Regions from separate parts of the Mus musculus genome. Here region 2 is linked to region 1. A link is a contact called in public promoter capture Hi-C data. All regions are on one chromosome and are shown on one strand. The core of a region is the stretch at or near the end of the contact, and the rest is flanking DNA. Distances in the headings are between cores, read along the strand shown. Region 1 has its middle 49 kb from the start of Gm31993. Region 2 overlaps Plcb4 (phospholipase C, beta 4).

Region 1 (6,319 bases), core at 2,469-4,968:
CCCACAAGAGAGTTTCTGCCTTACCAGTATTCATACTAAAAACAGTCCCTGGGACTTGCCCACCTCAGCCATCACAGCTGCTCACTGTTGCCCAAGCCATTTCAGTGTGCAGCTGCAGGAGGCCCTGCCCCTCACTCCCATCTATCCACCCTACACAAATCCTCAGTGAGAGGCACAGATGCTTAATCCACTCTTCGCCCTCTGCCTGAACTGATGCAAAGGAAGGCTTAGCATCCCACTGAGAAAGAAACAACTGGACCAATACCTTCTATTTTAGGTTACTACCACTTTGTGCATATCTGTCTCCAGGTCTGCCCAGCCCCACCCTATGTGTGTTTCCTCATTTGTTAGTTAGTTGTACACGTATGTTGGCTATGTGCGTTTTAATTTTTTTATTTTATCTTGTTTTCATTGTTTTTTTTTTCTAAAGTTTTAGTAGTTTAGTTTCTCCTATTCTTTTTAAATATAATCACTTGTAACTTTGTACATTAACTGTTGTACCACAGTGTTTTAGTTGCTATCACACCATGCTATAGAAGTTGATGACTGGGCCTCGCTTTCCCAAAGTAACAGAAACCCTTTCTCTCTTCTCTATCTGTGAAATACTCTTCCTACATGCTCGCACCTGCAGCCACATGCCGTCCTCGCTATCCTTTGACCACACCCACTCCACTCCTATCCTGCCTTCTATCCCATCCATCTCAGCACTGACTCAGAACTTCAGCACTGACACGGTTACTTAATCTAGAAGTCTTACTTTCTCCAACTAGCACCCGAGTGCCATAGTCTCTGACTCTTAACTGGGTCACAAGTGCAATGCCAAAGGCTAGACCGGAACTGATGATAATTAAGTGGGGGAGGGAGACCACTGAATCTTCCTGTTAAATAGGAGAATAAAATTCACTTCCTAGTGAAAATATATTTCTAGAAAGACATGAAGAAAATGAAACAAATAGAACAACAACAACAATCGTAACTCAGTGTAAATGGATGATCAAAATGTAGCGTGTCCATACAATGGAATTTTATTCAGTTGTAAGGAAAAAGGGAAATTATGAAATTTGCATTTAAATGACTGGGACTGAAAAGCATCATATTGTAAGATAACCTAGGTCAGAAAGAGCAACACTGCATGTTGTCGTTCATGTGCATTTAGATGGGCGTGTTTGTAAAAGCCTAGAAACCAGAATAAAGTCCATGAGAGGGGAAAAAAACGAGGAAGAGGTGAAATAATACAACTTATTTGGTGTGAAAATGGAAGCAGAAATACTGGGGAAAGAGAACGGTTTAAGAAGGAGCAGGGACAAGGAGATGAGAGTGAAGAAAGAATCAACGGAAATGGGGATGCATGCAAAGCCAGAGGAAAACCTGATAGTGGATAAGCTAACAAAAGTGGAAGTGCCCTGCATGGATGCCTCAGAAAATATAGGTTGTTAAATCTCAGCACTAATAATGGGCTACCACATTGGCATTAGTCAGAAAGCCTCCGAAGACTCCCAAACAATACAGGTACTTGTCCACCACACATAGGTTGTTGAAGACATCTCGTACTTTGGTCACTGGAAACCAACATTGAAGACTCCCTCCTGCTGGCTAGCTTTTAGCTTTGCTGGAGTGTGGGATGCAAGCTACTCAGGAGAATGGTCAAAGTCATACTCATCATGCAACATTACAGACTGGTCAGGCAAAGTTCCCACTGGTGCATTAATGATAAGTTTGTACTGGGGTAACCAGGTACTCTCTGATTGGATTAGAGGCCCAGTCCACACAAGAGAAAAATCCATGTATGCTACTGTAAACCTGGCCTCCCCTGTTACTGGGGAGGTCATAGGCCCTAGTCAGGAAGGTACTGGTATTGTTCTGCTAAATAAATGTGATGTCTAATTACCACATAAATTGCCACATAAATGGTTATGTTTATAGATAGATAGATAGATAGATAGATAGACAGATTAGTACCACCATTGGCTTTGGTCAGAGCAGCTCCTTTTTAAAAACACACATTGTTCTTTATTACTACATTTTGTATTAATTTGTATTGTTTTCTATTGACAAATGATTGGCTATGTGATATTTTCATACCTATAAATAGTATGTAGATATGTCTAGTATTACATTCTATAAATAGTATATAACAATTGAATCCAAGCCCCATCATGTACCCCTCTCTTACATATGTCCATTCAACTTCTACTAAGCATTATTATATAGTCAAGAGGACTTTTCCTGTTACTTTCCACTCTATGAGAAAGAGCACACAGAACTTGTTTTCCTATGTTTGGCTTATTTAACTTAATGTCCTCTGCTTCCATTTTCACTTAAATAATAAAAATTATTTACGATGACTGCACAGTATTCCATTATATAGATATACCATGTTGTTATGCATTCGCTAATGGGCATCCTGATGAATTTCGCATCTGAGCTCCTATGACAGTGTTGTGGACAGTAAGCAGGGACATACAGACTTAGTACTTTGGTTTCATTGACTTTGAGTATATACCAGGAAGGGATTCAGGAGCAGCATGTGGTGGACCTATTTTAGGTTCTTAAGGAATCTCCGTAATGACTGTACACCATCACATTCTCCTCGGTAGTTTATCGGCTTCTTTTCCTTCAAATGCTTTCAAGCATTTGGGTTTTTGTTTGTTTGTTTGTTTGTTTGATTAATTGATTGATTGATTGACTGATTGACTGATTGATTTTTAAATTTGGAATTTTATAAATGAGTACTGTATTAGTATTGTTTCTCTTCCTCCTCTCTCCTGGTCTTCCCATCCCCTGATGCACACTCAAACCCATGGCTTCTTTGTCAGTTATTTTTGTTAAATGTATACATACTCGGAAATGTATAAACCCAATCTCAACAGCTCTTTTTACAGTGGGCAATGGTAACTGCAGTCTTTCAACACTGACCAAAGTGCAAAAAAAAATTTTTTTTGAGGTAATCTTGGCCTAGAGAATTTTCACAGAGTTGGCTGACGTAAGGGCACAAGTCAGTTCACTTACACAGCTCACCACCACCCCTGGCTGTCTCATCCAGGTTCTTACTGTTGCTCCATTTGGAGAAGCCTGGTATCTACTGTGTCCCAACCCACCCTTTCTTTTCAGATTGATGTTAATTAAGTCACTTTTTATGTCTTGTGAGAGGTAGTTTAAAATGATTGTGTTAGTTTATATACCTGTACAGTGTGAGACAAAATAATACAATTCGTTCAATTCATTTGCATGTTAGTCAGGCAATCATTGTGATTATGCTATGTAACAAACATTCAAATAACATCACAATGAGCATTAATATTGCAGTCACAGATCTAGAGGTCAACTAATATCTGTAGGGCTCAGTGGGAACTTTGCTTCTTCTCCCTTTATGTTTTTGACTGAAATTTATGGAGGAGCAGCAGAAGGCCACCAGCTGTTCCATTTATCCAATCACTCAGTCCTAGCCTAACTGGCCACGTTGAGTTAAAGCCTCCATTTACCTATCACTGGCTAGCAGTCCATAGTCAATCACAGAATCAAAAGGCTAGCAGGCCCACTGCACCCTCACCAGAAAGGAGAATGGGATGACTATTGCACCGAAACGATTTCCAGTTCCCATATCCAAAATGTGTGGTTTTCAAAGCTGGAGCCCTGTCTAAATAAACCCCTGAATAACAAGGTCTCTCTCCCAGGCTTTGCTGGCTCCCCATGGAGCTGCCCAGCTTTGAGATTTCGCCACAAGTGGCTTTTGGCCTGAACAAAGCACGTGATGGGTGGCAGCAGATGCCGAAGACTTGAACTCTCAGGACAAACGTTCTAATTTGGTAACAAAGCATTCCAGGAACAGCGTCACAACTTTAAAAATAAGCCTTTGCTCCGCACACGGCTGATGGCCTTCCTGAAGACATTCAAAATGCCTCAGTTAAGATGTTCATGTAATTAGTTTAGCAAGGAGCCAGGGCCATGTTGGTTTTCCATCTCCTTGCCTCTATTTCTGTGCAGACTATTCTGCATAGGGATGCAGGGATACACGCTAACATGTATAGTCAAACAACTCGGGCACCTAAACAAACGGCAGCCTAAAGTAAAATGTCTGCACATAGATGAGACCTTTGAGTGGCTTCTTTTTGTGAATATTCCTTTGTTTGCTCTCTGCTTCCTCCTAAGGAGAGAAATGCCAACCCCTGTCACAGTATTTCATTAAGGTGATGCCACAGGGCATCAAAGAGAAGAGGTGTCTATTGTGTTCTCATATGTCAGACTCCTGGTTAATTATACTGAAAGAAAGAAAGAAAGAAAGAAAGAAAGAAAGAAAGAGAGAGGGGGGGGGAAGGAAGGAAGAAGGAAAGAAGGAAGGAAGGAAGGAAGGAAGGAAGGAAGGAAGGAAGGAAGGAAGGAAGGAAGGAAGACTGAACAAAATAATCTTATTTTTAATCCAAGCCCGAGTCAGGGGGATGGGCATGGAGCCAGTACGTGTATATTACCCAATATTTTGTAGTAGATTTATATTTCCTACATGAGAAGCTTGAGAAATGGGCATCAGTCAGAAGTACGCAGACAGATAGCACAGCCTCTTTGGCTCCATGTAAACTGTATAACTGAAAGACAATCAGTTGCTTCATGCTCAGTCTTGGTATACAATCACATTACAAAGAAATGCAAGTTCCTTGGATTCACTAGGATATCAAAGGTAGAGATTATATTATTATTATTATTACATAAAATGATAACTCTGCAGTCCCATGAAGGGTGCAACAGTCTCAACTGGCCAGACCCCCAAAAGCTCCCAGGTACTGGACCACCAACCAAAGAATACACATGGAAGGACCCATGGCTCTGGCCGCATATGTGGCAGAGGATGGCCTCGTTGGACATCAGTGAGAGGAAAGGCCCTTGGGTCTGAGGGTGTTTGATGCCCCAGTGTAGGGGAATGCCAGGGAGGGAAGATGGGAGTTGTGGGTGGGTAGTAGAGTACCCTCATAGAGGCAGGGGGAGAGGGGATGGCATAGGGGGGTTTCTGAAGGGGAGACCTGGAAAGGGGAAAACATTTAAAATGTAAATGAAGAAAATATCCAATAAAAAATATATACAAAAAGATGATAACTCTGCTTGTTTGTCTTCTCACCCACTGCATTTATTTAACCAAACTGATTCATTCCACTGTTTCCCATCTGTTTCTCAAAAAAGTATTTAAAATATCTGGAATCCAGACAAATAAACAGAACACTCTCTGGAAGCTCGAGTCTGTGTCAGGATAATGTGTGCTGTGGCTGTGTTTCCAGGCGATGTCCTTATTCCTATCATTAACTCGCTCATTGGGTCCAGAGTTCCTCCAGTCAGGCAACTGGTGAAATCAATGTTCTGTGGTTAAGAAAACAACTGAGAATAGACATGGGCTCATATTGCAGTCCCATCATTTGACTACATTTTAAATGCTTAGATGAGCAACTTTGTGTTTATGGAACCACTTTCAATGAAATGTGAATACTAAGCCCTTTTTTACAACATTATTATCAGGATGAAATAATTGGATGCCATGAGTCTCGCTCAGCCTGTGCCCATTCAGAGAGTTGGATTAGAAAGGGTTTAAATTCCCTACATCATTTATGTCCTGTTCCGTAAAAACATATAAAGGCTCCTTGGCTGCTGTGGACTAAATGTTTCGTCTCTTCTCTTCTAAATCCATACGCTGAATCCATCTTATTCCTCATTGGAAAAAATCCAGATATGGGGTCTCTGGGAAGCATTATAGATGGTCTTGGTCTTTCACTTAACTGGATTAAGAGGTGTCTAGCACAGGTACAATGCACCTGTGTGTCTTTGGGGACACTTCCTGAGCCCAGTGACAGTGGGACAGTCACTTCAGGGAAAGAGCTGTACTGAGTACGCATGGCAACCTCCAGAGACGTGGAAGCATATGAACACTGGAGGAAGGCAGTGTGGGCATGCATGAGCCTGATTCCTTTCTGAACACATGCTTTAGGAGGCCCTACCATTATCTGCTAACACCAGGTGCTCGCTTCCTTGGCTCTTCAACATGGACTCTCACCAGTAACTAACTCTTCAGGAGTCTTTAGCACCCTTGGTGCTAGACTGGGATTCCTGAGGCAATCAGCTTCTTGGATTGGGCAGTTAGCTGGCCACCTCTCCAGAATGTACAGGCAGTCAATTGTTGTTGAGCTACCTGGTCCCCCTATTATGTAATCTAATAAATTAAGTCATTTTCTATTATACATATATATTCTCTCTGTCCTTCTAACAAACTCTGACTCATACTGGAGGCAATTAGGTTATAAGGGTGCAGCCTTCATAAGATTAACAAAGGCCTCTATCAGAG
Region 2 (6,292 bases), core at 535-3,034, 250 kb after region 1:
CCAATGCCTGTCTGCAGATGCCGAGTCCAGTTCATCAGTGGATGATTCTATTTGACACCTAACATGTGACCCAAAGGCAGGCAGTTTAGATTGTCTTCATCATTCTCTTCTGCTCTAACCCCTGGTCTCTTTTGTCTGGATTCTATAGGAGCCTGCTTTGTGCGTGCTGTCAACTACCTGGGAGGATTCTCGACACAGCAGCCTGGGTGAGTCTTTAAAGATATGTCCAGTAATGTCCTTCTGCTCTGAACCCGCAGTGGCTTCCTGCCTCTTTCGGAATGTAAGCCAGAGCCCCAACAAGGGTCTTGTGGGCTGGCCCGGTCCCTTCCTTGTAGCCTTTGACTTCGTCTGATACTACCCACCTTGTTCATGCCCCACTGGCTACCCTTGCCAAATGCTGTCACTCCTGCCCCATTACGGGGCCTTTGCGAATTCTTTCATCGACTGAGTCACTTTCTTTACAATATCTTTAGATTGATGACCTAACCTCCTTAAAATGTTTGCCATGTGGGGGTCTTGTTTCACTTTCCTGTTTTAATATTACAGTCCTTGAGATTTGTAATCCTACCTTTAGGATATTCTGGTATCCATCCAGACCATTTTCTTATGTCTGCCGTCACTCCAGGATGAGATTCAATGAGAGCAAGGGAGGTTCATGTCCGTATCATCACAGTGGCATGAAGTGTGGGCCAAGCGTGCAGGAAACATTTGTTCCCAGATGTTACATAGTCATTTAGCGATGTCTTTTTGATTGGACTTGTGACTCCCTTGAGATGAATTGTCGGGAAATATCTTTATAGTCAGATATTGTCTTTGCTCAATCATTGTTGGTTAGTGGATAGAATCTGAAGTTTGAAATCACAGCCTTTGCTTCTATGGAGTCCCAGGAAGTTTCCTTACTGAGGAGACCATTTAAGAAATGTCAGAGGAAAAGCGGTATGATGTTGCATACCTGAAATCCCAGCGCAGGTTGTGGAGGCAGGAGGATTAGAAGTTTATTAGAAGTTTAAGGTCATCCTTAACTGCACTGCAGGTTTGAGGCCAGTTGGGGCTAGAAGAGACTATGATTTAAAACAAAATAAAAACAAACAAACAAATAAACAAACCTCAGAGTGTTAGATCTGAGCCAGCATGAGATATATAATGACAGTGTCTCTAAAGAAAAAAAATTCAAAACAAAAATGGGGCTAGAAATGACCAGGTGGACAATAGGAGAGTAACTTGGTTCAGTTAGCTCAGCTCCCCCTGTGCACGCTAGAATCCACACAGCAGTTTGGCATCTCTTTTATCATTATTATTATGGTGATTATTAATTGGATGCTCTTTCAAAATTTGGACTTTAAGCTTGCAGCTGATGCCTTAGGAGATTATGCTAACCAGGGTGCAGAAATTACTGGGGCTGACCGTAACTATTCATGGCCAATTAAGGAACAGTGTTGGCCAGAAACTGGGGGTGGGTGCAGCAGTGCATTGTGGGAGTTCTAGTTGCTGTGGTTCCTATGTTGGGCTTTAGCTGGCTCAGCCTCCTTCTGTAGCGGGGATGTTGCTCTTTCTACCTGGAGACACGTTTATAAACCGAAATAATGAACAACCATGAGGGATTTAACTTTGTGGAGAGAAAAGAGAGAACAAAGTCAAGAAATCACTTTTATTTGCAAAGCTTTGCGTGAGAGGCCTTCAGAAGGCCGCCTTTGTTTAGTTTTGGTATCAGTTTTCTTGCTTCCCCGGGGATGGAGATGGTTGTTGAAAAAATGCATGCAGAAAATCAGGCTGTGGGAGGGCAGAAATGAATTTTGGAATGTTTCCAAAGGATAGAATTCCCCCGAGAAGCCGGGTTACAGCACTGAAGGCCTGTCACAAAAGGGAGTGTCAGTCACAGAATATGCCTGCTGTCTCATTCCTGACATAACTAGTGGCCACTTGTGCGGGCTTATACTTTTACATGGAGTTTTAAAAAGTATTTCAGATGGAAGGGGAAATATCACACACACACACACACACACACACACACACACACACACATACACACTCTCTCACACACACACACACACACATGTGCAAGTGCACAATAGGGCAGGGTGTGGGTATGGGTATAAGAGAATAATGAAACAGCGGTTGGAAATGCCTTTTCTTAACCTTGGATTTTAAGGGTTGAACCGGTTCTGAGATCTTTAGGATCTCCCTAAGTGGTAAAAATCCTGTGCAGCCCTTGTTTTCAGATACAGTGACTGGGCATGCAGTGCTGCAAAGGAAAGATCAAATGAAATTGTGTTCTGGAGAACAAGGCTGCAGGTATGCACAGCCCGAGTTCCTGGCTCATGCGCACGCTGTCGGTTGGACGGTCGGTTGGGTCTTCAAGTAGACAGCACCAGTTCCAGCTCTCCCCACAAGCACCGGCTTTTCAGCTCTTACACGCCACGTGTTTGCACTCATTTTTGCCTCCTTCCTTCGTAAGTGGAGTATGGAATTTTGTGTCCAGGGTGGAAGCAGAAGTATTTCTCTGGTGATTTCAGCGATATGAAGCAGAAAATCCAAGTCACTGGGCTCTGAAAGTCTTTCTTTGTGTGTCCTTCATGACCTATCAGGAGTCTGGGAGAGACGAATGGTTTAAAATATTTTTTTCTCCAGAAAGGAAAGGGAGTTTTTGTTTGTTTGTTTTTTGTTTTTGATTAGGAAACCATATGGTCATATCCTGATTTTGTTTTTTTGAATGTCGGTTTTTGATAAGTGACCTAATTTAAAAAAAAATGTGGGTTTAGCGCTGAAAAGTGGCTCAGTGGTAAGGAGCATACACTGCTCTTGTAGAGGACCCCAGTGCTTCCGAGTGGGTCACAACTGTCTGTCATTCTCCTTCCAAGAGACACACCGTGCCCTTTTTGACCTCTGCCAGCATTGAAAATGTGTAAACCTGCCTAGACACACACACACACGCGCACGCGATTAGAAATGGAACAAAATAAAACCTTTCATAACATCGCTCTTCAATCCTTTCTAAATTCACAGTGGTCACTTTGGCTGGCTGAGGCAGGTTTCAGGTGTCTTCCCATCATCGGTCCTCCCACGCCCCCTTTGGTTGTTGTGTAGTGTTAGTACTTATCTGTTCCTATGGTTGTGAAAGGTCTTCCTTGGATGGAGAGAGGACACTTAGAAACTTCAGTCATTTTTGTATTCAGTCCCCATCTTACCTGTCATTTTCACTTCCCCACTCTCCACAGAGTGTTCAGCGTTTGGCTCTGAGCCAGCTACAGGGAGTGGCATAGGACGGAGCCCTCTCAGTATGGAGGCGGCACCAAATGGTCAGGGCTTTGTAGTAGGAAAACATCAATGCCAGGTCAGTTCTATCGGGTGCTCTCACATCGTGCTCTGAGGGTCCTGGTAGGAGCTTTGGCAAAACACTATCTCAACCAGTGCGTGAAGAGTGAACAAGGCTAGCCGTACGAATCCTGTTCAAGGTCAGGTTTGTGTTTGACTAAGAGATGGGGACTTTGGAGAAGAAACTCCACGTTGTAGAGGCCACACTTTATGCTGGGGTTGTTATTTCGGAGCCTACTGCTAATTTCAAACATCGGAAATTGAAGTTTGACTGTCAAAGTGTAGTGGGTGTTTCTGTTCACCAGCTTTTACGGTGCCACCTTGTGGCTACTGAGAACGAAGGGTTTAGTGCTGCCAAGGTCCAGCCCGCTGGAAAGCTGATGAACTTTGACATGCTGAGTCAGAGGAGGGGGTGGGGGGTGGGGGTGGGACCATGATTTTAGGTTCACAGCTCATGTGACCAAGCTCTGGAGAGTTTCAGAGCAGAAGTTCCAGGACCATTTGATGGGGTCGAAGGTAGTTGCAGATGCACAGCACACATGGGGCAGGAGTCAGGGAGTGAGGGGATGAGGTGGATGGTGAGTCTGTGGTCAGGTCAGCAAAGACACATGGGAATATTGAAATTGTAGAGGTCATTTGAGCAGATAATTTAATCATATGCAATTGTGAGCATAAAGTTTTGTGATGTCAGAGTGCTTGTGGGGTGTTTTTGTTTCAAAGGGCCCATTAGCCATCTTGGAAGAGAACATAAAATCCATGGTCTATCTAGCGAAGAGGCTGGATAAACTATTCAGCCTAGACTTGGGCTGTAACGCTGGGGAATAATTCGATTGGGACTTGAACTTTGGAGGTCTGTGTGAAGTATGAGGTAGGTGAAGTCCAGCCAGTTTCTTCATCTTGCTCCATTGAGAGCCTTGAAGGTGCTGATATGATAGATTTCAAGTGTGCGAGGTAACATTACTCTGAACTTTAGCTCTAGAAATGATCCTTACAGTTGGGCTGTTTGCATACTCAGGAATGGCACCCATTGCGTATTGCCATAGTAAGCTGCATAACAAGCAACCACAGAGCTTCAGGGGAAGGTAACAATCGGTGGGAAGTCACCGGGAGAGCTGGCTCAGTGGTTAAGAGGGCATAGCATCCTGCCCTGGCAGAGGATGGAAGGTTAGTTTCTGGTACTTACAGTAGGCAGCACACAACTGCCTATATCTCTAGTCCCACTGGATGTAAGGTCTGTGACCCCCCCCCTCCACATATAATTAAAAATAAAATTTAAAAAACTCTTTGCAAAATTTAAAAAAATTAGCTGGGCATAATGGTGCATGCCTTTAGTACCAGCATTCGGGAGGCAGAGGACATCTTGGTCTACAGAGCATGTTTCAGGGCATCAGGGCAAACTCTATTTTGAAAAACCAACACCAGAAACCAGATTGGATTTATTTATTTCATTTCGGCTGCAAGTGTTTTTCCGTGCACTTATGTATGTTGTATGCTCGTTCACCACGTGCCTGCCTGGTGCCCATGGGAGTGAGTCAGAAGGGGCTGAACCTCTTTGCACTGGAATTTTGGATGATTGTGACCCTCCATGCAGGTGCTGGCAACCAAACCCTATTCCTTTTAACTGTAAGTTCTTTTAACTGCTGAGCCATCTTTCCAGCCCTGAAAATTCCTTTTCCTTATTTTTTTTTAAATGTCCCCATTCTAAAAGTTTAGTGTTTCATCTGCTCTTCATCTGGGCTTTGCTGATTTCAGCTGACAGCAGTGCCTATAGCCTCCTGTGGACTGGGCAAACAGTTCTGTCCTCAGCTGGGTTGGCCTATGTGTCTATGTGTCTATGTTGTGAGTTAGGATGGCTTTAGCCAGTAAGACTGAGTGAGGTGACTTACTTCTGTAATGCGCGTCCTTCATCCTGGCATGTTTGCTTGGGTATGGCACAGGAGCAAGAATGGGAGTGGACGAGCTTGCTGCAAGAGGACTTCCAAAGCCTTCACTACTTTACATCATGGTTGCTGACATCCTCTTGGCCAAAGGCAGGTGTGGCCTGTGACAGTGGAGGTTACATGGCAGAGGGTATGGTCACAGGAAAGGAGAAGAATTGAGCTTGTTCTGCAGGCAGACCACCCTAGACTAAGAATTGCTGGATGAGATCACTGTCAACTGAGGGAGGAGTGAGGTCAGACATTTTTTTTTGTCTCTGCCATGACTGTAGATTGTAATTTTAATTCTGGTTAGCAGCCTCATAAACAGACATCTGGGCTGTGTCATGGAAGAGACGGTTGATCGGGATCTGTAAAGGGTTTTTGTTGTCTTTGTGTGGGGTCAGTCGAGTCAAGGGCTGAGAGGGGTACAGATCCCATGCAGTTATGGGGTTACATCATGGCAGAAGGAAGTGAGGGGACAGAGGAGGCGCAGAGAAGAGCATTGGCTATGTCATGCCGGACAGGCAGCCAGGGCAAAGCTGGTTCTTAAACCCAGGTCTCCTCTCCAGCCATTCAGGGTTCTAAAGACCTCAAGGAAGTTCTGTTGGAGCATGGAAGCACTGAAATGCGTTCATAGTGTGGATCGACAGGACAACCCCCATCTCCTCTGCAGCCTCTGTAATGTAAAAGATTCTTGGAATAGGAAGATCAGAGAGGAGGCAGGCTGTGTTTGTCCCTGGGAAGCCGAAGCTTGCTGATCTGTGGCCGTCCATCTTTTGGGAATCTAGTTTTGTTTTCTGTTTTTCTTCTCCTTCCCCTTCTCCAGCCCCTCCTTCTGCTTCGTGAGCAGAAGTCAGCGTAGGTCTTCTGAGAAGAATCTAGGTGGTAGCTCCTGCTTTTTTGAATAGCATATGAAATTATAAAGGTTGGCCTAGCCTTCTGGAATAGGACATCAGCAGCTAATTTGGCTTAATGTTGCAAGGAACATTTTGAGGTGAATAAGTAAAATTTGGGCAATGAAATTCTATCTATTTAAGCACTATCAAATAAACTTTTTTGGG

Evidence for each region. Capture Hi-C pulls out chosen DNA fragments and counts their contacts.
Region 2: a promoter capture Hi-C map of adipose tissue shows a contact between it and region 1. The contact joins two enhancer-like sites.

The regions. Positions count from the first base shown.
Region 1 is chr2:135,489,228-135,495,546 of GRCm38.p6, forward strand. No RefSeq gene overlaps it. Among named protein-coding and RNA genes, the nearest start is that of Gm31993, 49 kb to the right of the region's middle. Within about 2 kb of position 3,719, at least 7 of the 459 cell types and tissues checked have an H3K27ac peak or open chromatin away from gene starts, as enhancers often do. A contact at or near this core is called in adipose tissue, where this site is marked.
Region 2 is chr2:135,741,682-135,747,973 of GRCm38.p6, forward strand. Plcb4 (phospholipase C, beta 4) reads left to right here. Exons shown (of 39, transcript NM_001355153.1): 2 at 149-206. Among named protein-coding and RNA genes, the nearest start is that of Gm14210, 68 kb to the right of the region's middle. Within about 2 kb of position 1,785, at least 44 of the 459 cell types and tissues checked have an H3K27ac peak or open chromatin away from gene starts, as enhancers often do. A contact at or near this core is called in adipose tissue, where this site is marked.